Linked DNA regions of Mus musculus: regions 1, 2, 3 and 4 are each linked to region 5. A link is a contact called in public Hi-C and HiChIP or PLAC-seq data. All regions are on one chromosome and are shown on one strand. Each heading gives the region's core, a stretch centred on a gene start, on an enhancer-like site or on the middle of the called end of the contact. The rest is flanking DNA. Distances are from core to core; before and after follow the strand shown. Region 1 has its middle 24 kb from the start of Pus7l. Region 2 holds the start of 9430014N10Rik (RIKEN cDNA 9430014N10 gene). Region 3 has its middle 16 kb from the start of 9430014N10Rik. Region 4 has its middle 30 kb from the start of 9430014N10Rik. Region 5 has its middle 33 kb from the start of D630010B17Rik.

Evidence for each region. Hi-C and Micro-C count contacts between places; a contact is called where the count stands out from the background. HiChIP or PLAC-seq counts read pairs in DNA pulled down with a chosen protein or histone mark.
Region 1: a contact with region 5 is called in a Hi-C map of cranial neural crest, with 3 times the contacts expected there. The contact joins two enhancer-like sites. A contact is called at or near these places in 9 of 484 Hi-C or Micro-C datasets (the 3T3-L1 cell line, 3T3-L1-derived adipocytes, cerebellum and 6 more), 1 of 115 datasets of contacts at active chromatin or transcription factors (T-cell acute lymphoblastic leukemia) and 1 of 9 other capture datasets (embryonic stem cells).
Region 2: a contact with region 5 is called in an H3K27ac HiChIP or PLAC-seq map of T-cell acute lymphoblastic leukemia, with 4 times the contacts expected there. The contact joins the promoter of 9430014N10Rik here to the enhancer-like site in region 5. A contact is called at or near these places in 2 of 39 promoter capture datasets (the 3T3-L1 cell line and hippocampal neurons), 9 of 484 Hi-C or Micro-C datasets (the 3T3-L1 cell line, the P5424 cell line, Th1 cells and 5 more) and 4 of 115 datasets of contacts at active chromatin or transcription factors (DN3 thymocytes, the SCID.adh cell line, T-cell acute lymphoblastic leukemia and 1 more).
Region 3: a contact with region 5 is called in an H3K27ac HiChIP or PLAC-seq map of double positive thymocytes, with 5 read pairs. The contact joins two enhancer-like sites. A contact is called at or near these places in 2 of 39 promoter capture datasets (the 3T3-L1 cell line and hippocampal neurons), 3 of 484 Hi-C or Micro-C datasets (CD4 T cells, Th1 cells and cerebral cortex) and 2 of 115 datasets of contacts at active chromatin or transcription factors (Th17 cells and double positive thymocytes).
Region 4: a Hi-C map of cranial neural crest shows a contact between it and region 5, with 3 times the contacts expected there. The contact joins two enhancer-like sites. A contact is called at or near these places in 3 of 484 Hi-C or Micro-C datasets (cranial neural crest, embryonic limb bud and uterus).

What each region holds. Positions count from the first base shown.
Region 1 is chr15:94,517,134-94,522,333 of GRCm38.p6, forward strand. No RefSeq gene overlaps it. Among named protein-coding and RNA genes, the nearest start is that of Pus7l, 24 kb to the right of the region's middle. Within about 2 kb of position 3,273, at least 2 of the 459 cell types and tissues checked have an H3K27ac peak or open chromatin away from gene starts, as enhancers often do.
Region 2 is chr15:93,923,930-93,929,110 of GRCm38.p6, forward strand. 9430014N10Rik (RIKEN cDNA 9430014N10 gene) reads right to left here and starts at 3,182. Exons shown (of 4, transcript NR_045737.1): 1 at 3,012-3,182.
Region 3 is chr15:93,940,773-93,945,810 of GRCm38.p6, forward strand. No RefSeq gene overlaps it. Among named protein-coding and RNA genes, the nearest start is that of 9430014N10Rik, 16 kb to the left of the region's middle. Within about 2 kb of position 3,094, at least 8 of the 459 cell types and tissues checked have an H3K27ac peak or open chromatin away from gene starts, as enhancers often do. A contact at or near this core is called in double positive thymocytes, where this site is marked.
Region 4 is chr15:93,893,807-93,899,484 of GRCm38.p6, forward strand. No RefSeq gene overlaps it. Among named protein-coding and RNA genes, the nearest start is that of 9430014N10Rik, 30 kb to the right of the region's middle. Within about 2 kb of position 3,360, at least 8 of the 459 cell types and tissues checked have an H3K27ac peak or open chromatin away from gene starts, as enhancers often do.
Region 5 is chr15:94,211,943-94,217,130 of GRCm38.p6, forward strand. No RefSeq gene overlaps it. Among named protein-coding and RNA genes, the nearest start is that of D630010B17Rik, 33 kb to the right of the region's middle. Within about 2 kb of position 2,714, at least 45 of the 459 cell types and tissues checked have an H3K27ac peak or open chromatin away from gene starts, as enhancers often do. A contact at or near this core is called in the P5424 cell line, the SCID.adh cell line, T-cell acute lymphoblastic leukemia and 2 more, where this site is marked.

The sequences.
Region 1 (5,200 bases), core at 2,023-4,522, 310 kb after region 5:
TTTTCCATTTCATTATTTTTGTTAATTTACAAATTGTATATTTATGGTATAAAGCATGTTTTAAATACACACACACATTGTGGAACCGTTAAACCAAGCCAATCACCCCGTTACTGAATCTTTGGTTTGTAGCGAGGACAAAACCTACTCTCACGATTTCCAGGTCCAGACTGTTGTTAACTACAATCACCGTATTTGCTTTAAAGCAGGTATTTTGAACTAATTCTGTGTCTAACTGAAGTTTAGTATTTTGACCAACATCGTTCTAGCCCCTGTTGTCAGCAAGCCTCTGGTAACCATCTCTTACTCTCTGCTTCCATTACCGACCTTTGAAGCCCCATGTACAAGAGAAACCATAGGGTATTTTCTGAAGAACCAACAACCACCGCAGGCTGCCCTTGACCACGCCCACGCCATGCGCTGCCTCCCGAGGAAAAGAATTCTTTTTTTAAAGGACTCAGCTCAACCTGTTGGAAATCGCTCCTTGAACTCGGTGCCATTAGCAGAGAGGAGATCCACCCCTGGGTTACTTTAAAATGTTGTTCCCCTAAAAAAATGTTGTTCCCCTAAAAAAAAAAAACAACAACGAAACAAAGAGAAAACCACCAGTCCTTTACAATCTGAGCTGGCAGGGGGGAGGGGGGGGTGGGGGGCAGGGCGGGGGGGGGGGACAACCAAAGCCAAAATTAAGATCCTATTGTACTGAGAGCTGCAGAATCCTGACTTACCCAGACTAGGAAAACACCACAAAGGCTTCTTAGAGTCGGGTGACTTGGTATAAAAGTCACCGCCCTGCCCTGTTGCCCGGTTGGCCTCAGCTAGGGAGACCGATTCTTTGACCCCTTCCCTTTTAAAGTAACCCAAGAGCTCTTGCTTTGAACTCATGTCTAATTCTCACCCTATAACTGGGATTTTATTTCTATATTCGTAGTTCACTTGGGTATTTATTAAGGAAACTTATCGTTTATCTCGCATTTCACATTTTCTAACGTCTGAATTTTAAAGTCCATGGCTATTTTTACCCTTTCCCGGAACTGCGACATTTCTCAGTAAGAGACAGCCCATCCTAACAGGCAGCGTAAATTAACTCCTTGCCTCAGAGTGAGAAAACGAATTGCTTAAGAAGAGTAGAGTCATTTTCTTTACTTGGAGGTGTTCCTGACGCATCAAACAGGAATTGCAGGAGATCAAATCCATTAAGACCACTCCCTGTTCTTTAAACTGACACACTCTTAGATAGCAGCCTTACCCGTACTACTTCAAGCACATTTTTAAGAAGACCTTTCAAAACTCTTAGACATGATAATACAAGTATCATTTAAGGGTTTAGAAGGGGCGCTGGGAGCGGCCCCCGGCACACCACTGGTCACTTGGGGAACCAGAAATCCACCGGAAGCCTGCGCTTGCCTTCCTCCTTGCGGTTCAGTCTGCCAGCTACTCTTTCTGTAGGTGGCATTTCAAACCAAATAAAAACCCGGAAAGCATGAAGCACTGTTAGCGTCCCAAGCCAGATGTCATCTTCTTTCCTTCTGCATCTCCAGAACGCCCTCAACTTGGAGCCACTCGAGTGTGTGTCTGTAGCTTCCATTGAAAATGTGACTCTGCCTTCACGTTCCTCCCCTTGGAGCTCCGGAAAACCCTGTGGCAGGCAGAGGAATGATTGTAAGGAGCCAGAGCTGTCCAGGACACCAGGAGAATACGGCCCACGGAATCAACTAAGCAGGGCTCATAGAGGCTGAAGGAACAATGCCGGAGCCTGTGTGGGTCATCACTAGGGTCTCTGCTTATGTTATGGTTGTTAGCCTTGGTGTTTTTGTGAGATTCCTAATAGTGGAAGTGGGGCAGTCTCTGATTCGTTTGCTTGCTCTTGGGACCCTTTTCCTCCCACTAGCTTGCGTGGCCCAGCCCTGGTAAGAGTGTTTGTGCCTAGTGTTAGTGTGGCTTGTTATGCTATGTTGGGTTGACATCCTGGGGGCTCTGTTCTTTTCTGAAGGTAAACAGAGGAAGAGGGGAAGGAGGAGCAGGGAGAAATGGAGAGGGGGGAAACTGGTTTGGATGTATTTTATGAAAGAATAATTAATAATGATGATGATAATAATAATGATAATAATAATATGAACGTAATTATAATATTATAATAATAATAAAGTGAACCAGCAGATGCCAGTCATGTGTATAAACTAGAATCAGTCGACTCGCTTCTTCTTTAAGCACAATGCCCTCTGGAAGGACTAGAGAAGCTAGCTCTGAATTAGGACTAAACTTCGTCACTCAGCTTTTCCTGTGACATTTAGAATTGCCTCAGGTATCAACTCGGTTTCCTATCAGCTATAGCGATTTTAATATACCCCTGTGGAACATACTCAAATATGTGAATGACACCAGAATAATTTGGATCTTCTACTTAGATTGGCATCTCAGAAAGAATATTATTTCTCCCTCAAGACATCCACCATGTGCCTGCTCAGCAGCAGAAGACGGTATTAAGTTTGTAGACAGAGAAATTATTACCACAGAGCTTGCTCTCAGAAGGCAACACTGGGGAAAGCCAGGACCTGGTGTCCTGGCTGGTTTTATGTCAACTTGAAAGCAGCTAAAGTCATCAAAAGGAGGGAGCCTCAATTTAGGAAATGCTTCCATGAGATCCAGCTATAAGGCATTGTCTCAATTAGTGATCAAAGAGGGAGGTTCCAGCCCATTGTGGGTGGTGCCATCCTGGGCTAGTGGTTCTGGGTTCTATAAGAAAGCAGGCTGAGCAAGCCATGAGGAGCCAGCCAGTAAGCAGCACCCTCCATGAGCTCTGCATCAGCTCCTGCCTCTAGTTCCTGCCCTGTTTAACTTCCTGCCCTCAAGGCTTTTGCTGATGAACTGTTACCTGGAGCTCTGTGTGAAATAAGCCCTTTCCTCCCCAACTTGCTTTTGCAATAGTGACCTTATGTAAGACACCTAGGAAGCATGGTCAAGTTCAATTCCACACCACATCTTGTCTGATCTGAGACAGATCACTCAGATAGGCTTCTAAACTGCCCAAAGCAGGAAATATTACATTCCCAATGGGGGTTGGGATGAGTATGGATTAATATGAGAGATACTTATACAACGCTAATAAATGTTAACTGTGTCTAAAGTTACCGAGATTTCAACTTTTACAAGTTACAAAACAAACAAACAAAAACAAGGCAGTTGTGCCTTGATAAGATGCGGTGTGGCTCTCAGCTCAGCCAGCAGAGCACTTGCTTAGGGTGAGCAAGGCCGGGGGTTCACACCCCCTGACTGTGGTAATACAGCAAAACACCTCAAAGTTAAGACTGTTCACCTTCCTGGTCCTTACGCACCATTAGTCTCAAATGTAACCTTGGTAATTAAAACTAGAGCAAAGGTTATGCTTATGAAGCTATCATCAGTTGGTTCTTAAGACATAATAAGGTCCTTGGAATTAAAAAATATATTTCATACCAAATACTGTTAAATGGAACGACTTTCGGTATGCGTAACAGCTAAATAATGTTCTAGTTATGATGGATAACAAAGATATGCTTTTTGCTGGCTCCGTTTACTGTATGAGAAATATAAGCTTACAGTGCCACCTACAGGCCAAGACAGGAATATTGATGACAGCATGTTTTAAATGCTTGACAGGCTCTAAGAAATGCTATTTAAAAGAACACTAGGTTAAGTTTTATATAACTGATTTTCATATTTAATTCATAAAATATAATTTCACTGAGGGAATGAAAATATCCCTCCCCTCCCAAGTTTTGCTACTTTATAGAGTATCATTTCATTTTCAGTCATCGCTAAAATCATGAGGGCCACTTTAAAAACTAACGGTACCATAATATCCAACTTCATTTGTATTTTGAGATTGCTGAAGCAGCTGTAATGGGTTATCTCGATTGTCAATTTTAGGAGATTAGAGTCACTTGAAGACAACCACCCTCAGCACACATGTGAAGAATTATCCTGTTTAGAGGGATTGGGGCAAGAAGCCCCACCCACAACAGGCGGCGCCATTCCCAGTGCTTGGATCCTGGACTGTATAAAAAGGAGGATGTGAGTGACAAGTATCCCTGCTGTTCCCTACTTCCTGACTGTGGTGACCTGAGCCCTCAGGGATCCTGTTGCCATGACTTCTTTGCCATGACAGATTGCACCTTGGACCTGGGAGCCAGAATAAACCCTTTCACGTTTAAATTGCTTTTGTTAAGGTTTTTCCTGGCAGGAACAGAAAGGTAACAAAGATGATATGTAATATCATATGACATACCATGTAATATCCTATCATATATGGCCATTATATATATATATATATATATATATATATATAGTTATTACATTACACACATAAAATTGACATATATATGTGTGTGTGTGTATATATATGTATATATATGTATATATATATGTATATATATATATACATATAATTGAATACTCATCATCTTAATAGAATGCCATTTTCTTTTCTTCTCTTCCAAGTTGTGCCTGCAGACGTGTAACAGCAGTGGAGTTCCCGGCCTCTTCTCAACACACGGTACTTACATTAACTGATGACAGTGGTATCTGTGTTAATGTCCCCTCTGTTACTGTTGATCAGGAAGCACAGGGTCTTGAACAAACAGGAGCTGGGGCAGCTGGTCCCCAGTGGCTATGGGTTTTGTTTTTGTTTTAACATTCTTTTATAATTTTTTTTAATTGAAAGGATACTGAAAGAAATACAAATATAGCTGAGAGACTGCATTTGCTTAGCATATGCGATGCCTGGAACGGAGCTTTGTCTGCACTAAAATAAGCTTCACTGGTGAGCACGGCATGTGTCAAATATGTGTGTTGCTCCTCTAAAACATTTTCTAATGCTACTAAATGTGCATCAGCGACTATAGTAACTACGCTTGCTAACGATCTGACTCAGCTCATCTCACTTATGTTCTTTACGGGTGGACTTTGAGTTGACTTCTGATTCGCTCTCTAATATACAGAACCGGGGTCCTCGGCCTTCCTAACACTGTGACCCCTTAACACAGTTCCTCAGGCTGTGATGACCCCCCAACCATAAAGTTATTTTGTTGCTACTTCCTAATTGTAATTTTGCTACTGTTATGTATCATAAAGTAAATATCTGAAATGCAGGGTATCTGATATTTGACCCCCAAAGGGGTCATGACCCACACAGGTTGAGTTCCACCGATACAGAAGAAAA
Region 2 (5,181 bases), core at 1,932-4,431, 290 kb before region 5:
TTCCAGTGCATCTCTCTACTGACTCTCTGACATCAATTAAAAACAACTTGTTGATGCATTTGTGATAGATCAGAGAGATGTTAACATACCCTGTTTTCAGGGACATATATACATATACATATACATATACATATACATATACATATACATATACATATACATATACATATACATATACATATACATATACATATACATACACACACACTATATATATATGGAGAGAGAGAGAGAGAGAGAGAGAGAGAGAGAGAGAGAGAGAGAGAGAGAGAGAGACAAAAACTTGTACTTCTAGCTGCAAGTATTTGCACTTTGCTGTGACCTGGAAGTGGCTAGAAGCATAGAAGCGACATTTTCTAAAACGCAAATTCCACATTTCTGATTCTAGATTCTTCATGCTTGGGTACGTCCGTACGGCGTAGAGGCGGTGGGCAGTGGCCAGATAGAGTTACTCAGAAAAGCACATTGCTTTTTCTATGAGGAAAAACATTGCCTTAAAACTAGTTTGATTTATGGAACGTGCATATGTTTACATTAGGGAACAGAGAGTGAATTATCAGGCCTCTGGGTGGCTGGTAGATTCCACAGACAAAGATTCTGCATAACACTGTACCGTTATACTCTTCAGACAAATCTGTTAATAATTTATAATTCCTGGGCAGTTAGAAGGGCAATCCTGAAGGGCTTTCAAGGAATGGACTCCTGACTCCGGTACACATTGGCAGTGCTAAGGGGCATTTGTGTCATTGTTCACAGTTTGGATTTTAAAGGCTCCCATGGCGTACCACTACAAGCTAGATACATAGATGATGGGGAGCAGAAAGCAACTCAATTTCAGTATCAGAGAGAGAGAGAGAGAGAGAGAGAGAGAGAGAGAGAGAGAGAGAGAGAGAGAGAGGCATTTCTCTAGGGAAGAAAGTTTAACTGAGAAAGGGCACCCAGTAAACCCTCTACTTCTGGTCTGCTAAAGCTGCTGCAAGTGTCCCTTCCAGTGTAGGGGCAACGAGTCCCAGCAATGGTGTTAGCTTGGCTGCGCAGGCCAAGGGCAAGAATCCCCTCCACCCTTAGTCTATCGAATCCCCTCCACCCTTAGTCTAGCTCTCTGCCTGCTGGAAGGTTGTCTTCTCAACATAGCTCAACATATCATCTGTATTAAACACCCACTTCTCAATTCTTTCCTATGGGCATCCTTCATATGGGACTAGGGTCCACCTAAGTGAATGAGCCTGGGTTTCCCCCTATGTTGTTATTGTATTTGGACATTGGGGATTTATCCTAGATTGTCATGGATATGAAGAGTTCCACCCATGGGCTATATCCCCAGCCCCTGACCACAGTACAATATTGTCTGTAAAGAATCTTCAGTTTCCAATAAGGCCGCAATCTGAGGTACAGTCTGAGGTCTCCAAATTCAGCATACAGGTCAAGGGCACTTATTTCAGCCATGCAGCCTCCACTCAGAGCTTTGTTGTTGACCTAACAATCCCTCAGAAGAGACACAGACATGGACTCGCAACAGGCAAGGGGATCCTAGATGCTGGACAATCTGGCTGCTCCAATAACCCAAGGAATGGCAGGTGGTAGCACTCTATACAGGGTGACCACTGACCTTACGCCCTGGAGAGCAAAAATAGTACTGACCAGGTGACATCTTGGGCCTCCAGGCCTTCTCGGATGTCCACCCTGCTGTTTCAAGAACACTCATAGTGGAATGAAGGCTGCCTTATGTTGGCATTGCTACCTCCGATGCTGATAACCAGTCAGTGTGGGGGCTTGGTGAGAGTGGCGCTACTGTTTGCCAAGCAGTGAGTATGTGCTGCCTCTCTGTATGCTATGCTGCTTCTTGTAATATCTGTACTATTCTTCTATCTGAGTCTTTATTTCCATTTCATAGATGAGGACAATGGACAGACAGACAGACAGACATGTTGGAGATTGGTTCTAATGCTTTGATTCAATCAGGAATCTGCTTGTCCCAATAGTAAAAGTCCTTGTCCCCAATTGGTTTTTTGAGCAATCAATAAAGATGCCAACAGCCAATGGAGAGCAAAAAGAGGCTGGGCCTGAGCAGGACTCTTAGGGTTGTGCAGGTAGGACATAGAGAGGAACAGAGCAGAATCAGGATGCGGTGGGAGAAGGAAGAGGAGAGCTGCAGGAGAGAAAGCCAGCCAGCCATGTGAGAATTTGGGTGGTTGGCCACTTCCCCGATTGGGCCTAGGGTAGTAGGGGAAGGTTTAGGAGTGCCCAGCCTTTAAAGTAGCCAAGGCATTTAAAAATAAGTTACTGTGTGTGTGTGTGTGTGTGTGTGTGTGTGAGTGTGAGTGTGTGCGTGTGTGTGTCTTTGATTTGAGGATACAAAGGTAGTTCCTGGGTGAATGCACACATGCAATTGGCTGGGAGCAAAAGCAGTGTAGCTAAAACCCAATGTAACACACACACACACACACACACACACACACACACAGAGAGAGAGAGAGAGAGAGAGAGAGAGAGAGAGAGAGAGAGAGACTCAGTCAATGGAGGCCTGCACACAGCTTCTAAGCCTGGTTTCCTGCCAAGGTTCCACAATTAATTCTCTTTCCTTCTCCCCCCTCTCTCTCTCCCTCCCTCCCTCCCTCTCTCTCCCTTCCTCCCTCCCTCCCCTCCCTCTCCACCTCCCCTCCCCTTCCCCTCATTCCCCTCCCCCTTCCTCTCTGCCCCCTCCCTCCCTCTCACTCACACTCCCCCCTCTCTTCCTCCTCCATCTCCTTCCCCCTCCCCTTCCTTTCTCCCTCTCCCTCTCCTCCCTCTCTCCCTCTCCTCCCTCTCCCTCTCTCCCTCTCTTCCCTCTCTCCCTCTCCTCCCTCTCTCTCCCTCTCCCTCTCCTCCATCCCTCTCCTTCCTCCCTCTCCTCCCTCTCTCCCTCTCCTTCCTCTCTCTCTCCCTGTTGTGTCTATCTCATATCCATCACACACAGGCCAGCCAGTAACTCTCATACCCAGAGAAGAAGAATACTATTCCAGTCCACTTACCAAGCCGGCTTACATAGCATCACGGTGATTTCTCACAAAGAACTAGATGAATTAGTCACAGCTGTTCAGAGGAGCCATGCCTTTTGGTGGGTTTATCTCACCACGTGTGGCCTCCTGCCTGCTTCCTGGAGCCTTTGCCTGTCACCTGCTCAGGCCTTGGTGAGCTCCTTTACCTTGTAGCAGTTTGGAGTGACTCTCAAGTCATGTTCTGGTACCCGATCACACTTATAGGACTCAGCAGGAGATAATTGTGCCCTTCGACCCAAGCAACAGGGCTAAATGATCCACTTCGCATTTAATCATCTTTATTCTATTCTGATGCAGAAAACCATTTCCCTCAAAATGAAATGTATGATTCAGTCTTTCTCCAGGGACAAGTTAGGGCAAATGCAGTTGCCACATAAAAACCAAACGCTCAAGGTAATATTATATATTTTTAAACGCAGGTTGTTGGAGATGGAAATGGAACTTAATAATATTGCAAGCATACACTGGGATTTTTATTATAACTTTATTGCAATCATAAATGTGAAATTTACATGCGATATATATTTTAATATTAGATTTTATTAAATTAGTTCAGCATTTAGTCATTAACTTGGTGGTGGTATGTTAACTTATTCCCTTTGCATTGCATGTTCGACATAGGAGACTCACAAAATGAATTAAAAACCAATTTTTTTACTTTCACAATGTGTTCTAAAGCTGAGTCCCTGTATATTCTTGGTGTTGTAACCACTTAGGAGGTTTGGGCTAACGCACCTGTGAAAAATTAAATCTCTTCTGTAATTTGTGCGCCCGTGGGAATATGTATGTGTATAACATCGAGAGTTGACATGGAAATTAAGTCATCAATGACTTAATGGCCCACCTAATGATCTGCAAAGAAAGTAAATGACTTCCCTATCTACATTACTAAATTAAATGTTCAGAACACCAAGTCGTACTTGCTTAGCCGCCTTGTCCAAACACGGGGTTCCCAGGCCCAGGGTCAGGGGTTGCTCCTGGAGTGCCTAGTGGAGGAAACCCCACTTAGTTTCATCAGGTGGGATTCTTCCTCGGTTTTCCTTCTTTATTTCATCATTCAAATCCCCCTACCCCCCACCCCTGTCTCCTTGCACTCTTGTTCAATTAGCAGCAGAGGAGCCAATCCTAACTCCCCACTTCCAAAGACAAACCGAAGACGTCAGAACAGGGTGTTTTTCTTTGCCTCAGGTCACTTTGAGTCTTGAGACAGATAACCTGGGTGTCAGATGGGAACATCTTTAGGGCAACCTGAGTCCGTGGAGCCCATTGATCTTCAAGACAATTTCTGCTTTGCTCTCTCTTTGGTATACGTTTATCCCATGTGGTTTCAGAGAGGGAAAACTACTTCAAAGAGATTCAATGTACAGGATTAAAACGCACAATATTCTTGACACCTCGTTAGGACATCATTTGAGGGTCCATGTCGCACAACTGCACAAACACGGCACCTTCCGGGAGCCTTGGAACTGAGTTTGCTCGGATAAAATCCAAGAGAGATCAAGTTCGCAGTCAGGAATTGAATTGTTATATCTACAAATTACATGACATTTACACCCACACCACACGCCAGTGAGAACGTGCCAAGAGTGAACAGTGTCTATGGAATAATTTTACAGTGGGCTTTAGGGTGGAGACCTGGAATGTGTGGTAACGGGAAGCTGTGTTTGCAGGACAAGCACTTTTTTTTTTTTTAAGAGAAATTTTATAAATCGGTTAAAGTCATGGCTTCTATTTCCAGGTGCTATTGTTCACACCTTATGAACACTGAGAAATGCTGTGTGTGGGGTCTACATTCAGAAACAGTATTTCATTTTTACTCAGAGAAGTTAAAGATGGGACAGAGAACAGCTGTCTGTAGAGTTCAAACCCTCTCCATGTACTGTAGCTTGCCCTTGATACCAGAACTGCTCAAAGTTCAAGCACATAAAGAAGAACACAAGAAGCAAAGATTACAAGTTCATTCATTCATTCATTCATTCATTCATTCATTCATTCACCTAGCATCTCTCGGTGAAGAATTCAAGCTTGGAACGCTAATCCTGTAGGGTATTCTGGTCTCTCATGCCTCATCCTTATATCCCATAGCCCAAGACATATCTGGGAGGTGATGTATTGGTATAATATAATTATGGGGAGGAGGAGA
Region 3 (5,038 bases), core at 1,844-4,343, 270 kb before region 5:
TGAGTCATTTTAGAAGAGAGAACTTCACCTGAGAAAATGCCTCCACCAGACTGGTCTGTAGGCAAGCCTGTGGTACATTTTCTTGATTGATGGATGATCATTGATGGGAAGGGCCATCTTACTATACATGGTGCCATCCCTGGACTGGTGGTTCTGGAGTGCATAAGAAAGCAGGCTGAGCAAGCCACGAGGAGAAAGCCAGTAAGCAGCATTCCTTCAAGGCCTCTGCATCAGCTCCTGCCTCCAGGTTCCTGACTGATTTGAGTTCCAGCCCTCACTTCCCTCAGTGATAGACAGTCAGGTGGAGCTGTGAGCTGAAGTAAACTCCTTCCTCCCCAAGTTGTTTTTGGTCATGGTATTCTATCACAGCCATAAAAATCCAGACTAGGACAGCAGACACGCCCAGAAATAAACCTATTTACAGTGGATTAATTTCCCGTAAAGGTGCCAAGGATATATAATGGGAGACCGACAACCTCTCTGACAAATGATACTGAGAAAACAGTTACATACAACCTATGATTTGAAGTTGTTAATACACTAAAAGAAATGATTGAAGGAGTACTCTCAGGGCAAGGACTTAATGCATACATACACCTACTTAATGCATCCATGCACCTACACACATGTAAGTCTGAAAGTGTGAAGAGCTTAAGTCAAAAAAGACAAATGAGTCTGCGTGAGGCTGGAAAGCTGCTGTCTGCACAATCAGGGAGCTATCACACAAAAAAGGGGGAGGTATTTATGAGTCAAAAGTCAGAAAGGGGGATAACATGCCAAATATGCATGGCAAGTAGAGAACCCAATAGCAAGACAACTGGACTAAAACCAGACAAAGCACTTGACCAAACATTATTTTTTTTTCCCAAAAGAATACATACAAATGGACAATAGACACATGGGAAATGTCTCAGCACCACCAATCCCTAGAGAAATGTAAATTAAGCACTGGTGTCACCGCCTCACATTTATTTAAATTGCCACCATGCAAATAAGACAAAATACAACCACCGTTGATCAGCATGCCAACGAGAGAGGGCGCATGGGTATTCTCAGCAGGCATAGAGCCCCAAAGGTACATGGAGAATAACATGGTAGAAGCGCCTCAAAAACAGGGTTTGTCAGACCCAGCAGTCCTGCTTTTCACTTTCGAAGGAATCAAAGGTAGTGGGTACAGGAAATGTGTGCATGCCCGTGGTTTGTGGCAGTATTAGCAACAGCAAAGAAGTAGAAACAACTGAGGGAGGTGTGTGTGTGTGTGTGTGTGTAATGGAATACTATTGGGCCTTAAAAAAGAAGCACACATTTCAGACAACAAACATACAACCTGGAAAAAAAAAGTATTCTGTGAGTTGACAACCAAAAAGTCCTTATCAGGGTCAATCATGGAGCTGTAAACAAATGCAGACTCAAGCCAATCTCTGCTTCCAATTTATAATTGCTGGAGTCATTTTTCTCAGGCTCCCCAATAGATCCCATGGTTCACTGTGGGTAGAAATATGCATTGCATTTCCTTTGAAGTACTCGTCCTCTTGTCACCTCACTGAATGACAGAGACAGAAATCCTATATATTTAGGCCGATTTGAAAGATACCGAGAGTGAAGGGATGAGAGAGCCAAGTGGATTGAGCCGTGAACCAAGTATCTTAGTGTTCTGTCTTTACACTGTTGAAGGTCATAGTCATATGCTCAGTGTCTAATTACAGTCATTCTATTGATGTCAGTGCCCACCCAAGAACATTGTGTATTTACTTCCTCTTTGCTATGGAAGATAATCTGGTTTTCCTTCCATCACACTGTTGTCTTTTATTACATAAATATCTAGTTTACTACTATTGAGTGAAGTAGTAAATTTTCATGTCCTGTGCTAGATCCTGCCATTTCTACCCAGCTAAGGCGCTGAGAGACTGAATTCATCTCTCTCTCTTTCTTCTGGGTTCTTCCTCTCTCTATCCCAATTTCCCTACCATTCTTTCCAACTTCTTTCACCTCCACTTTCCTCTTCCCCCTTCTTCTTGTTAATACAAGCTTAAAACCCTGCTTTGAGATATAGAGAGGGGCAGATCCAGACACCCCTGCCATTGGAACGGTTTCCTGTTGCTCTCAGTTTCCAGGGGAAAGATGTATGCCAGGCCCCTGGGCCCTGTGGACACACAGAGGAGGTTGTCAGCAGTTGGGAGGAGCAAAGGAGAGGCATGGGCCCGGAGCTGACTCGTGCTTGATGCAGCGAAGAAAAGGATGGGAAGAAGAAGTGGGCTGAGACAGGTCCAGTTTGAACAGTTTTTAGAGCTCAGCAGTGGGAGTGGTCTCCAGCTGTCTCGCTTCTACCTCCAGCTTGTGACTTCTGCTAGGCAGGAAGACAGTATTCTAGCCTGCTGTATGGAAAAGGAAATGCGTGTAGATGTGGATTTAGAATCTATTAGTTTACAAACCAAAAGCTTGCTGTAGAGAGATTTTACCCATGTCTAGGAATTAGCTAACCCTGGGAAATGACAACCCTAGCTGGGCTCAAGGTCCTAAGATATCAAACGACCATAAGACGTTATGAAACAGAAAACATGAAAGGTACACTCTTTGTTTTTCACCATATCCCCCCCCCCCCACCTCGCCCCAGTTTCAGTCAGTACAGAGTTGGGCTCTACGCAGTGCTTATTTGGAATCCTTACCAAAAAAAAGGGGGCAGGGTGCCATGTGTAGCTTTCAAACTAAATACCTCGCTAAAAATCTTTTTATAAAGAAAAATTTAATTCAAACGATAACAATTGAGTACTATGGCATTTAGACTTGTATTTCGCTAAGCAAAAGATGTGAAGACAAAGAAAAACAATGATCCACTAAGAAACGAAAGGGCGTGGCACCCGGCACTTCCGGTTACAGAAGGGCGGTTTCCAGTCTGACTGGACTCTAGAGTTCCGAAGGAGTTTCTCTTTTTTCCTTTTACAAGAACAGGCGTACAAGGGCCAGGTGCCCAATAGCATGAGTGACAACGAAGCTTTATGACGTTAACCACCTCCCTCACAAACACCAGTCTCAGGACATTTATGACCCAGTGCCATTTGGGGATGATAACGCAAGCATGTAATTAACTAATCAGGAGGACTGGGTTTTCGTCTGTTGAAAAGCCTTGAAAATGTTCAGCCAATTCCAGGCTGAGTGTATCTGTGTCAGCTTTCTACTCACAGAAAAATGAATAATGAATGGATAAAGTTTAATCCATTGAGAAAATAAAATGTATTCGGTTTCCCCGGATAGATCATAACTGTAACACGCTGATTAGACTTCTCTTTCCTTGGTGCGTATTCTTCATCACAGGTCAAAAGAATCCAGGAGGGACCGTCCATGGTGGGAATACCAGCGGCTTAGAGAAGAGGATTAAAGCAAAGAAACGGGCTTCATATGAAATGAAGGCTTACCAGAGAGCAGCGTGGCTAAGTTTAGCAAAGCTTCACACAGCTCTTTCTCTGAAATTATTACAGAATAAACCATCCTCGCTCACTGCTCTGTGACACTGAGTCTCCCCAGTTGGACTGAACGGTGCTCACAGAGGGGCTAAGTATTATTGAAACCAAAATCGTGCTGACAGACTGGCTTTCTGCGCTTACATCTTTTTTTTTTTTTTTAAATTGGCTATTTTCTTTATTATCCCCTTTCCTGGTTTCCCTCACCTTCCCAGGATCACCCTATCCCATCCTCCCTCTGCCTGTTTTTTGAGGGTGCTCCTCCACCTACTCACCCACTCCCACCTTCACACCCTCAGTTCTCCTACACTGGGACATCTATCAAGCCTTCATAGGACCAAGGACGTCTCTTCCCATGGATGCATGACAAGGCCATTCTCTGCTACATATGCAGCTGGAGCCATGTGTACTCCTTTGTTGATGGCTTAGTCCCTGGGAGCTCTGGGAGGGTCTGGTTGGTTGATATTGTTGTTCTTCCCGTGGGGTTGCAAACCCATTCAACTCCTTCAGTCCTTCAAACCCTCTCTAACTCCTCTATTGGGGACCCCACTCTCAGGCCAATGGTTGGCTGCTAACATCTGCCTCTGTATTTGTAAAGCTCTGGCAGGGCCTCTTAGAAGACAGCCACATCAGGCTCCTTTCAGAATTCACTTCTTGGAATCTACAATAGTGTTTGGATTTGGTAACTGTATATGAGATGCATCCCCAGGTGGGACAGTCTCTGGATGGCCTTTCCTTCAGTCTCTACTCTGCACTTTATCTCCATATTTACTCCTGTGAGTATTTTGTTCTCCTTCTAAGAAGGTCTGAAGCACCCACACTATGGTCTTCCTTCTTCTTGAGCTTCATGTGGTCTATGAATTGAATCTTGGTTATTTGGAGCTTTGGGGCTAGTATCCACTTATCAGTGAGTGCATACCATGTGTGTTCTTTTGTGATTGGGTTACCTCACTCAGGATGATGTTTTCTAGTTCCATCCATTTGCCTAAGAATTTCATGAATTCACCATTTTTAATAGCTGAGTAGTACTCCATTGTGTAAATGTACCACATTTTCTGTATCCATTCATCTGTTGAAGGACATCTGGGTTCTTTCCAGATCCTGGGTATTATAAATAAGGCTATTATGAACATAGTGGAACATGTGTCCTTATTTCATGTTGGAGTATCTTCTGGGTATATGCCCAAGAGTGGTATAGCTGAGTCCTCAGGTAGCACTATGTCCAATTTTCTGAGGAACCACCAGACTGATTTCCAGAGTGGTTGTACAAGCTTGCACTCCCACCAGCAATGGAGGAGTGTCTATCTTTCTCCGGATTCTTGCCAGCATCTGCTGTCACCTGAGTTTTTGATCTTAGCCACTCTGACTGGTGTGAGGTGGAATCTCAGGGTTTTTTTTTTTTTTTTTTTTTTTTGATTTGCATTTCCTTGATGACTAAGGATGTTCTTCAGGTGCTTCTCAGCCATTTGATATTCCTCAGTTGAAAATTCTTTGTTTAGCTATGTACCCCATTTTTAATAGGGTTATCTGATTCTCTGGAGTCTAACTTCTTGATTTCCTCGTATATACTGGATATTAGC
Region 4 (5,678 bases), core at 2,110-4,609, 320 kb before region 5:
ATAATACTCTTTTGAACAGCTGCAAGCGCACTTGGGTATATTGCACGCCTGGGCACGGCCTATAATACAGCTGATTTCAACCCTCATTGCCTTGGGCTGTCCCCCCCCCCCCATATGATGATCAAGGCTACTGGGGAGGGCAAACAAGATGGGGCCACAGAGTTTAGAGGGCAATCTTAGAAGAGAATCTGAGATGCTGACTGAGGACCGGAAGAAGCCATTTGGACAGAATCTTTCTGAGTGAAAACATTGCTGGACATTCTGGGCCTATTATGTCACTGGCCATTATGACCTGACAAATCTCACTTTGACTGTGTGTGTGTAAAGTACAGCATTTCTCCTTTTTCTTGTCTCTTCTCTGGTATCTGGTTGAAGGCACTTTGTGCACCCGGTTAAAAGATAGCTTAAAAAAAACACAGGAGTAAACAGTCACTTTAACACATGGCGGTATTCTTTGAAACACCCTTTGAAATTGTGTTATTTTATCAAGGCTGCCATTTATGAAGAGGAGAAAAGCATTCTCGGAGCTACTACACCCTAAAAGCAGGCTGCAGATGGAATTAGTTCTAATATATTGGCATTCAAAAGGGGTTGGCTGAAAAATCCTCTCTTAACTTTGACTGAGTTCTTGACTTGCCAAAATGTTTTTTCAAAGAACATATGTGGGCTCTGTCAGCCCTGAGCCTTTCCCCTTTATTGCATGAGTGTCTGGCTCTTCAATGAGACAATGGCTGCATTACTATTAAGACAGTGTGTAAACTAAGAACGTTACTATTCTCGAACTTTCAGCTAAACACAGTGCTTAGGTACCATGATCATGGCTATGAAGCAGATTTGCAAAGGGGGCTCTGGCAACACTGGACTCAGTTTAATGCCATTTTTTTAAAGAGAAGAGCTTAGGTGTGGGTCGTGAAGTCTGTTTGCCCCATCTTGCCTGTGCTCTTCCCTAGTGGTGTCATGATGGAGGAAGTAGTTGGCTTCTCTGTATTCATCTCAAAAGGTGGTTTAAGGACTTCATGAGATATGGTTATTAGAAGAGAAGAATAAATCACTCCCTCAGAACTGTTCTGAGTTCTCGCCTCTGCCTCAAATCAGTCTCCTGCTTGCTAATTATACTCCAGCTGTACTCCTTTAGGTCTCACAGAGCACCAAGCACTCCCTGCGTCAGGGCTTCACTGATGCTAGACTCTTGTCCAAAACGATGCTCTAAATCTCACCACTTCTCCGGGTTGTGTCCCAGTTGCTTTTTATCAGTACTGTCTTAAATTGACTTTTCCTGATCACAAAGTATAGATAACTTGCATTAATTTTGCTGTAGTTTGTCACCACTTATCAATGACTATGGATGAAACTGAGACCATACATACACCAGGCAAATACTGGACCACAGAGATATAACCCTGACCCTACAGCATTATCATATAGAATGTCTGCCATAATGTATCATTTGATACCCCGCTACAGTCATACCATATGGAACCTTCTCAGTAGTAGTCCAAGGAGGAAGGGTATTAGATCATGTTGAACCATCAACTTAGTTAGCCTGAAGCCTGTCAGATGGGATGAATATTGGAAGGTTAGTGAGGAGACAAATCAGTGGGAATGTAATTTTATCTATAAGACACAAACACTGTACCTAGCTCATCACACATGATCTAAGAATACGGACACACCACTTTAAGGAGGGAGTGCTTGAGAGTATGTTAGAAAGATTAACATATAACCATTGCTGTTTGAAATTATGTTTTTTTCCTATCGCCCATCCATTCTGGCTTTATAGAGCAGAGTTTATATGTTTCTATGGTTTTGGCAATCCATATGAATTTTAGAAAAAAATTATTAGTCACTTTACCTTTGTAGTTTAAAAAAAGATGCGTTACGATTCATTGTGTGTGTGTATGTGTTGGGGCATTATATGGACATGTATGCAGATGTTGTGGAGGTAACAGAAAAGGGTGTCAGATACATTGAACTTAGAGTACACACACACACACACACACACTCATACACACACAAATACATACATACACTCATACACATACACACAAGCTCACTCTCTCACACACACATACTCACACATACTAATACATACATACACACACACATACTTACACAAACAAATACATACATACACTCACACACATGCATACTTACTCACTCTCACGCACACACTCTCACACACATACATACACTCACATACACGTACATACACACACATACATACACACATACACACACACTCATACACACACTCACACTCATATACACACATACACACACACCCTCACACACATACTCACACACACATATACTCACACACATACATACTCACACACACACACACACACACACGCAGCACACGCAGCACAGACTCACTTTGGCAACTGAGGGAGGATGAAGGATTATTTCTGTTTCCGTAGAGAATCACTGAGCAACAGGTAAGAGTTAAGTCAGGCTCTGTAACGGAACTTTTGAAAATCACGGCAGAATAAAAAGCCAAGGGTGGCAAAGCACCCAACAAGGGTGGCCAACAGGTAGAGGGAAGTTTTCTGAGTGCAGTGAGGCACATGTGTGGCACGCACAGGCCGCCGCATCTGGAGCTCTTTGCCCAAGTTGCTGTGCAGAGAAGGGAGTGGCCTGCATCCTGGCTGACAGGTTCTCCGAGTGTCACTCACCCGTAGGTCAGCTGACCCAGGCATGGGAGACCTCTGCCAAGAGTGCAGAGCTGAAATGACCCCCAGAAGTAGTATATCAAGAAGCTTGGGAATCTTAATTTAGGGATGTCTCTCCCCAAAATATACCGGAGGCCATATTCAAACGCTTATTTATGGAATTTTATAGGAAAGCATTGCTCTACCACATATGCTACTATTTCAAGGCTGCCGATCTAAGCTCATTTACAAAGCTTAGAAAAACCAGAGATTTGAAAGTATTTCACATCTGTTTTCCTTAAAATAAATGGATGACAGAGGGATTAGTTTTTCCTTTTGAGTTATTCATCAGAGTCTGCAGCAGGAAGAAATGGTTCTGATTTTTGCACAAGGAAAGCAAAAATGTATTCCCTCTCCTACTCTGGACCTTCAGTTAAAACTCTCCAAAAAGACACCAGGTCTTGTCCACCAAGCCAGCTCTAGGTTCCCATTGCTTCAGCGTAAGCAGGTGAGTCTGTCTCCCCAGAAGCCCGGATCCAATGCTGGTCTTGAAATGAGAAAGGCTGACTTCCCCAGCCTTGGACTCCAGTCTTCTGCAGTGATGATCTGACTCGTTTGAGTCAATTGTGTATTTTTTTGCTTGTTACAAGCCAAGTTGGAAACTAAGTTCTGAGAACACAAAGTCAGCCGAGCAACTCCTCCCTCCCACCTAGAAGAGGCCTAATCCAGTGGGGAAGGAGGAAGACTACAGACATGTTGCAACACACCAGTCTCACACTAAAGAAGCCTTTTGTGTAAGTACAGGTAGAGGCCGGCTCCTAAGGCATGTATTTCTGGAGAATCCACTTTAGGGAAAGCCTTGTTCTGTAGCCACAGGAGAGACAATTGAACAAGAGAGAACCTTCCCTCTAGAGATCCAGTGGCCTCTGTGGGAGGAAAGTATAATGGTGAATCACTCAAATAGCTTATGACGTCTGCTCTAGGTCCTTAAAAGTTTTGTCTGCACATGTACATATATGTGCGATGCACACATGTATGTCTGTGTGCTCATGTGTGTATAAGCACATGCGTGTGTAGGAGGGCTCCGTGCTTGTGGAAGACTGAAGTTGATATTGAGTATCTTTCTATATCACTGTTCAACTTATTTTCTGAGGCAAGGTCTCTCACTGAACCTGGAGCTTGCCAACTCTGGCTACTCTAGACAGCCAGCTTAATCTAGAGGTACCATGTATCCGCTTACCAAGTGGTGGCATTACAGGTGGCTACCTGTCCTCTTTAGGTGTTTACTGCTGTGAGCAAATATGACCAAGCACAATTGGAGGGCTGAAGGGTTTGATTCGCTTCACAGATGACAGTCCATTATTGAGGGGAATCAGAGCAGGAAGCGAGACAGAGGTCACAGAAGGAGTGATGTACCTCTCATAGCTTGCCCAGTTGTATCAGTCCAGTCTGATGTGCTGCTAGAAAACTGCACAGAGAAGTCTGAGCAAAGTGTTGGGGGCCCACTGGCCTGAGACTGGAACGTTTGGGGCCCCTCAGGCTGAGAATGGCCTGGGGCTGGGGCTGGAAGTTCTTGGCTTAGCTCATCAGCAAAGGTAGCAATGGTTGTCTAGAAGCACACAGAGGCCTTCTATGGGAGACTTAGGTGGTTCAGCTCTGTAGGTGAAGGCCTTCTCCATATTCCTGATGACAATGGTAGATGAAAGAGACAATCCTTGCTTCCAAACTGTTTATTGGTTGTTGCAAATTGGATGTGTACCCATTTCTCAGGGTGGGTCAGAGTTTAAATACCTTTTGCAAGCAGGGATATCTGTGAAGAGATGCTTCTTGGCTAAACCCTCGGGGCTTCTAGGTACCTCATTAGCATGGAGGACCCTGTTTTGGGCTACGTGGCCTATGTAGGGAGTGTGGCATGAGCAGTGTTCCAGGCTAGGAATCTGGCAGGGAGTATCGGGGTACCCACAGTCTAGACTGTGTAACTGAGTTTCCGGGGTCTCAAACCCACTCTACCTTACCAAGTTTCCTAGCCCACATTAATATAGGCAACTCATTTCAAAACATATAGAACATTTGAACTATGAATATAATGCAAGACTGTTGCGGCCGGCCAGCAGCTCGCAATGTGAACGGTTCGACTGAGATGGCCACTCGAGCTAAGGGAGGAACTAGACGTGGAGAAAGAAGAAATGGAGCCAAGACAAGTTCATCCTGTTCAAAGCTCAATTTTACTAGTTCTGACATTCAGTTATAAAGGAAGGGGGAGGGAACCCGATTCTCGCCAACTGGTCTTGGGGTCCAGTAGCAGGGTGAACAAGTGTGTGGCTCCAAGCAGCAAAGCGGCACTGTCCAGCAGTGGGCGTGGCAGAACGAATGAGCAGGAAACTCCACCCCTGAGCCAGCAGGTTCCAGGCTGGGGGTGGGGAGGCTACACAAGACAAAGGACCTAAAAGAGTGAATGGACTTAAAATAATCACTGAAATTATAGCGATCGAAATTAAAAGGACAGTGAATTGTAGTCACTTAGACAAAGCTGAAGAGAGAATTAGTGACTAGGAAGTATTAATGATCAGGAAAACCTCTGAAGAAATGAAGAATGCAGCGAGAGAAAGAGATGCTATAGTATAAAGGAGAAACCAAGAACCAGGACAGAGTCAGAGGCAGTGCAGCGCTTGCATAGGTGAACTTCTAGGTGAAGAACAGAGATAATTCGAAGATGTAGTATTTGAAGATTAGGTCTGAATTCTTAGAAGCATGAAGTCCGAAATATTCCAGGCAAGTTGAAATAAGATCGATCTAAACCAACACTTTGTAGTCTAAAGTTTTATGCCCAAACTTCTTCAGCCCCCTCCCCTTCCCACTACATGGGTAGGAAAGAGCAGCAGTAGCAGAAATAGCATTAATACCCCAGGTTATCTATTACATCTTTGTGGGAGAATAATAGCTAATTTGACAACTAACTTCTCTGTGACAATGGCGTTAACAAAAATAAGATCACTAGTCTAGTGTCCTGTGCCCAGAAAAAAATTG
Region 5 (5,188 bases), core at 1,464-3,963:
TTCAGAGGGAGGCAGTCCATACAGGCAATGCAAGCATGGCAGGAAAAACAGGAAGTGGCTGGTTTGGTCACATTGAATTCACAGTTACAAAGCCAACAGTGATGAATGTTTGCATTCAGCTTGCTTTTTCTTTTTTATTCAACCTGGAACCCCAGCCTATATAATAATACCATTCACACTAGGTTTTCCATTTTAGCTGAGGCAATCTACATCACTTACCATAGAAATGCTGAGATATGTTTCCACGATAACTCTAGAGCCCATCAAGTTGACAATCAAAATAAACTGTCAGTGTAAAGGGAGGCTGACAATTGAACAATATGAGAACACTTTTGTGTTACATATATTCAAAACAATAATGAATAATTTTGCATAGAGTAGTTGAATATATATATATATATTTTCATTTTACGTGCATGTGTGCCAGATCCCCCTGGAACTGAGTTTACAGATGGCTGTGAGCCACTATGTGTGTGTTGAGATCCAAACCCAGGCCCTCTGTAAGAGTACTGGGTACTATCAACTCTGAGCCATCTCTCCAGCCCTAGAGAATACTTTTCCTCTTAAGAACATAAGTCTTAAAGAACAAAATTTAGCAATAATTTTTAATCAGGAGATAGAAAATGCCACATAACACATTTTAGTCACTGAAACAGTTCATGGTAAGCCAATAGAAGTCGAATTTAATGCAGAACAAAGTAATTTTTACTCCTGACTCCTTATTACCATAACTTAAAAACTTGAATTCTTTAAGAATAAAAATAATAGACGTATTAACATATATGTCACTGTTGATTTAGTCTGTTATGAGTCTTACCCTCAACAGAGTGCTAATAGCATTTAGAATTTTAGATAAATAAGTACTTATTTTGAATGACTGACATTTTGGTCTTTGATAAGGGTGCTGTTCCCAGACACGGCTCCCTCTGAGGTCCACTACGGAGCTCTTTCTGGATCTTTCCCTGGGGTTTGACTATTAGCAGCAGCTGCTGGAGAAAATAATCCATACGAATCCATTCAACTGCAAAGCTTAGGATCCTCTGGAGGATTACGGGATCCAGTGGTCCTGGGAGCAAAGGGCCAACAGAATAAATACTTGGTAGGTTCTGATGGCTCTGTTTTATGGGTTCTAGCATCAGTTCCCGCACAACTCAACCCAAAGGGATATAATCAGGGGCAGCCAGGCTGTGTTTTAGAATGATAAAAATCCTCCTCCTTGGAGCTGGGGAGATATCATTCCATTGTTTTCTACTTTAAATTGGATGATTTTGATTCCATTGTAGATCAGGGGAGAGCACTCTTTTCAAGTAAAAACCCTAGCTTCTGTGAAATTTGGAATGTAAGAAAGCCTTTCTCATCGTTCTTAAACTGCATTATTTCTAATGGTTACTTATTTCAGATTGAATTAAGTCAAGCTTAGTAGAAAAGGATTTTTATGTCTCTTCTTATTTGCATTTGTTTGTCAAAATCTCTTTAAAGCGATTTATAGGGTAATCTTCCAAAAATTCTCTTATGTTTGACTTATTTGTAAAAGCGATACATTTGTGTCGATGTTTTATGTTTTACATTTTTTTTTCCAGCCCATTTAAAAACCTCACTTCTCTCTAGTCAATCCTTAAACAGTTGGGGAAAAAAAAATCATGTTCTCGATTTCACATGAAATACAAGAGTGCCCTCTCTTGTCCACCACAGAGTAATACAGCTGAAAAGGAAAGGTCCTCTTTAGTGACAAGGAACTGATAGAGGCATCTCTAATAATAAATACACCTTAGATTTTAATAAGAAAAGGGAGATTTATTGCAAGAAAACCACAATGCAAGGAGGGCTGAGTCTCAAGAGGTAGATACACTGAGTCTGAATAGACCTAGGAGTTAGAATGCGTTTCATTTTCAAAGTCACTGAAATATTTGCACTGTTAGGGAGATAGCAATCCCTCTGATATGTATCTATAAATAATAACATGTTGACTTTTCACTTTTAAAATCACTGAAATAAAAGCAACGGAAATATGATGTTGGTAGCTATTGTTGTTGTCAATACAGGATTGCACAAACTGTGCCACACCTGCTGAAGGGAGTTTTTGTTGCCCCATCTCCCTTGGGAAGCCATTGAAACAAACAAAATGTATCTAGGTCTTTGTGTTAGCTAGGAAAGACCAACCTGGTGTAGAGATTTCCTGGTCAGGTCAGACAGAATGTACTAGTGGAGACCAGAGTCCCTGCCACGTTCCAAGAGAGGCACAAGGGATACTATGCTGTGGTTTTGATTGGCTTTCCCAGAAGTTTAAAGTGAAAAAGCAACCACACTGTGTTCATGTTTCCTGGAATCTCAGATGAGGCAGTTATACCAATAAATCCTTCACCTTCTATGAAAGATGTTTCCTTAAAGCATGAAGGGAAGTTGTATTTATTAGAGGGATTTGGGGGAAAGACAGCACAAGTTTTTAAATCTAAGATTACTCCTTGCTCAGCTCCCCCTGACACATACACCCCACACTCTAGCAGTGTTTTATGCTCCTGTCAAGCGCTGCTCACTGACAAATCTTAGTCCTACAACCACTCCCCATGGTTTGAGATCTATCCCAAGACAGAAGTAACCTCTGAGGATCAGAGTCGCCCACACAGGACATAGTGAGCTTCTCCATAGGTGGCTGTAGCTGTTTGCAGAGTCTAAGGTCACGTGTGCACAGAACATCTGGTGCTCATTTCCTTCTGAGATATGCTGCCGCTGCTGCCGCCGCTGCTGCCACCATCTGAATAACGGATCACTCTGAAGCTCTGTGTAGCTGCGTAAGAACTGGATCACTCACTACCACGGGGGTCTCCCTATGGCTATTGTGAATCCCACAGCTCTCCTGTGTGACAGAAGCTATTGTCATCTTCCCTTTACCCAGAGTAGTGAGCATCACCTAGATCACATATCCAGATTTACTGGCTGGAAGTTGAGTTTGAACACAGATCAAGGAATTGAGTGGTAGGCTTGTCCTGTCCTAACTGTTCTCACCTCCCAAACTCATATCTGCTCTTCAAAGCTCTGATCTTCAACAATGTTGCTTCATGAGTTGTTCCCCCTCTCTCATTCTCTCTCTCTCTCTGTGTGCGTGTGTATGTGTGTGTATGTGTGTGTATGTTCCAAACAGCATCATCCTTAGCTATCTTTTTTAGTGGTTGTTTTATTATTTATCTATTTGCATATTTTTTTCTCCAAAGGGTTTCTTTGTGTAGCCCTGGCTGTCCTGGATATCACTCTGTAGACCAGGCTGGCCTCAAACTCAGAAATCCGACTGCCTCCACCTCCCAAGTGCTGGGATTAAAGGCGTGCACCACCACTGCCTGGCTCACACATGCGTTTCTTATAGGAAAGGGCACTTACCTATAGAGTGATGAGGCGTAAAACAGCGTCTTAAGTAGGTTGACTTATCATCAAGGTATCTATCCATTCTGCCAGTACTTACTAAGACCTGATGATCCTAGGTGCCAGGTGTACAGCAGTAGATGAGTAAGGTCAACTACATGCATAGTTTTAAAACTAATGAATTGAATATGAGGAGAGCTCTAGACATAATTTTAATTAATGCCCCACTTTGTTGGTAATTATCAGCTTTTAGTAGAAAGGTAGCTTGCCAATCTATTTTTTTGTCCTTATTGATGGACTAATTGAGAACATAATTACAGCTCATTAAGAGTTTTCTGAAGATCTATAGAAGGATCATCAAGATACAAACAGAAGTATCTTTTAAAAAGGGAGAAAGCAAGTGATAGGGGCCAATAGGGGAAAATATAGAATCTTTCTGATTTTTTTTAATTTGGGTAATCTATTGGAATGAGTTACAAATTGAAAATATTTGGCAGATGCGGATTTATTAACAACTAAAGAAATGAATCCGAGTGCAGCTCCGTTTTATCCGCACAGTAGATCAATATATTTTGCAGGCTGCTATTTCCTGGATAGGTCTGGCTTAGTATCATTGCTTTATAGAGTAAGGTATTTTTCCTTTTTGTTTTGTTTTGTTTTTCCCCTCGAGAACTCTCATCAAGGTATTGTCTATCTGACAATGTAAATCAGATGGAATTAAAGTCACCTCCATTGATTCGCCTATGAGGGATGAGATCTGGAGATTGACAGTTGGAGTCAGCCAATGAGCAACTGCCTTGTCACTGTGCTTACTGAGACGTGGGCTTTGCTTTTATGGGTTAGCCCATCTGTCTTAGTCAGGGTTTCTATTCCTGCACAGACATCATGGCCAAGAAGCAATTTGGGGAGGAAAGGGTTTATTCAGCTTACACTTTCCACACTGCTGTTCATCACCAAAGGAAGTCAGGACTGGGACTCAAGCAGGTCAGGAAGCAGGAGCTGATGCAGAGGCCATGGAGGGATGTTTCTTACTGGCTTGCTTCCCCTGGCTTTCTCAGTTTGCTTTCTTATAGAGCCCAAGACTACCAGCCCAGGGATGGCACCACCCACAAGGGGCCCTTCCCCCTTGATCACTAATTGAGAAAATGCCCCACAGCTGGATCTCATGAAGACATTTCCTCACCTGAAGCTCCTTTCTCTGTGATAACTCCAGCCTGTGTCAAGTTGACACACAAAACCAGCCAGTACACCATCTCAATGGATAATTTCAAGCAAATCCAAATTGTTAAACAAAAAAGTGAAATAATAAAATAATCTGGCAAAACATAAGGGTGGGAAAGAATGCTGGTTCCTCTCCCTAGACTTATTTCACAGGAAGGACATATATCAGACAATAAAGAACTATAATTCAACCTCCTTGGCCAGAGTAGGCAGTCTTTTTTTTTTTTTTTTAATATTGCTCCTGAAAGAAAATGACCTTTCTGACATTCTTCATTTACTCCTTCCTAACCAAACCTGAGAACATGTAGCATGGCCACAGTTTTATGACGTGAATCATCAGGTGAAGTGGGAGAAGATTGCACAACACAAAGCTCCACACTCCCTTCTCTCAGGAGGCATGCGTTGGCATCTTTCACTACTTTGCCCTGGGTTTCAGCTTCCTGGTGGCCTACACCCTTGTTTCTCTACCTTCTCTAGCCTTTCCTACAGACTGGAGTGCCCATGTGGTACAACATGTATAACAACATGTGGGCCAAAATGAGCTCATGCTAATTAACCCACAATATGTAATTCCACAGGAATTTTATGATAATTGAGCAGTGATTCTTATAAA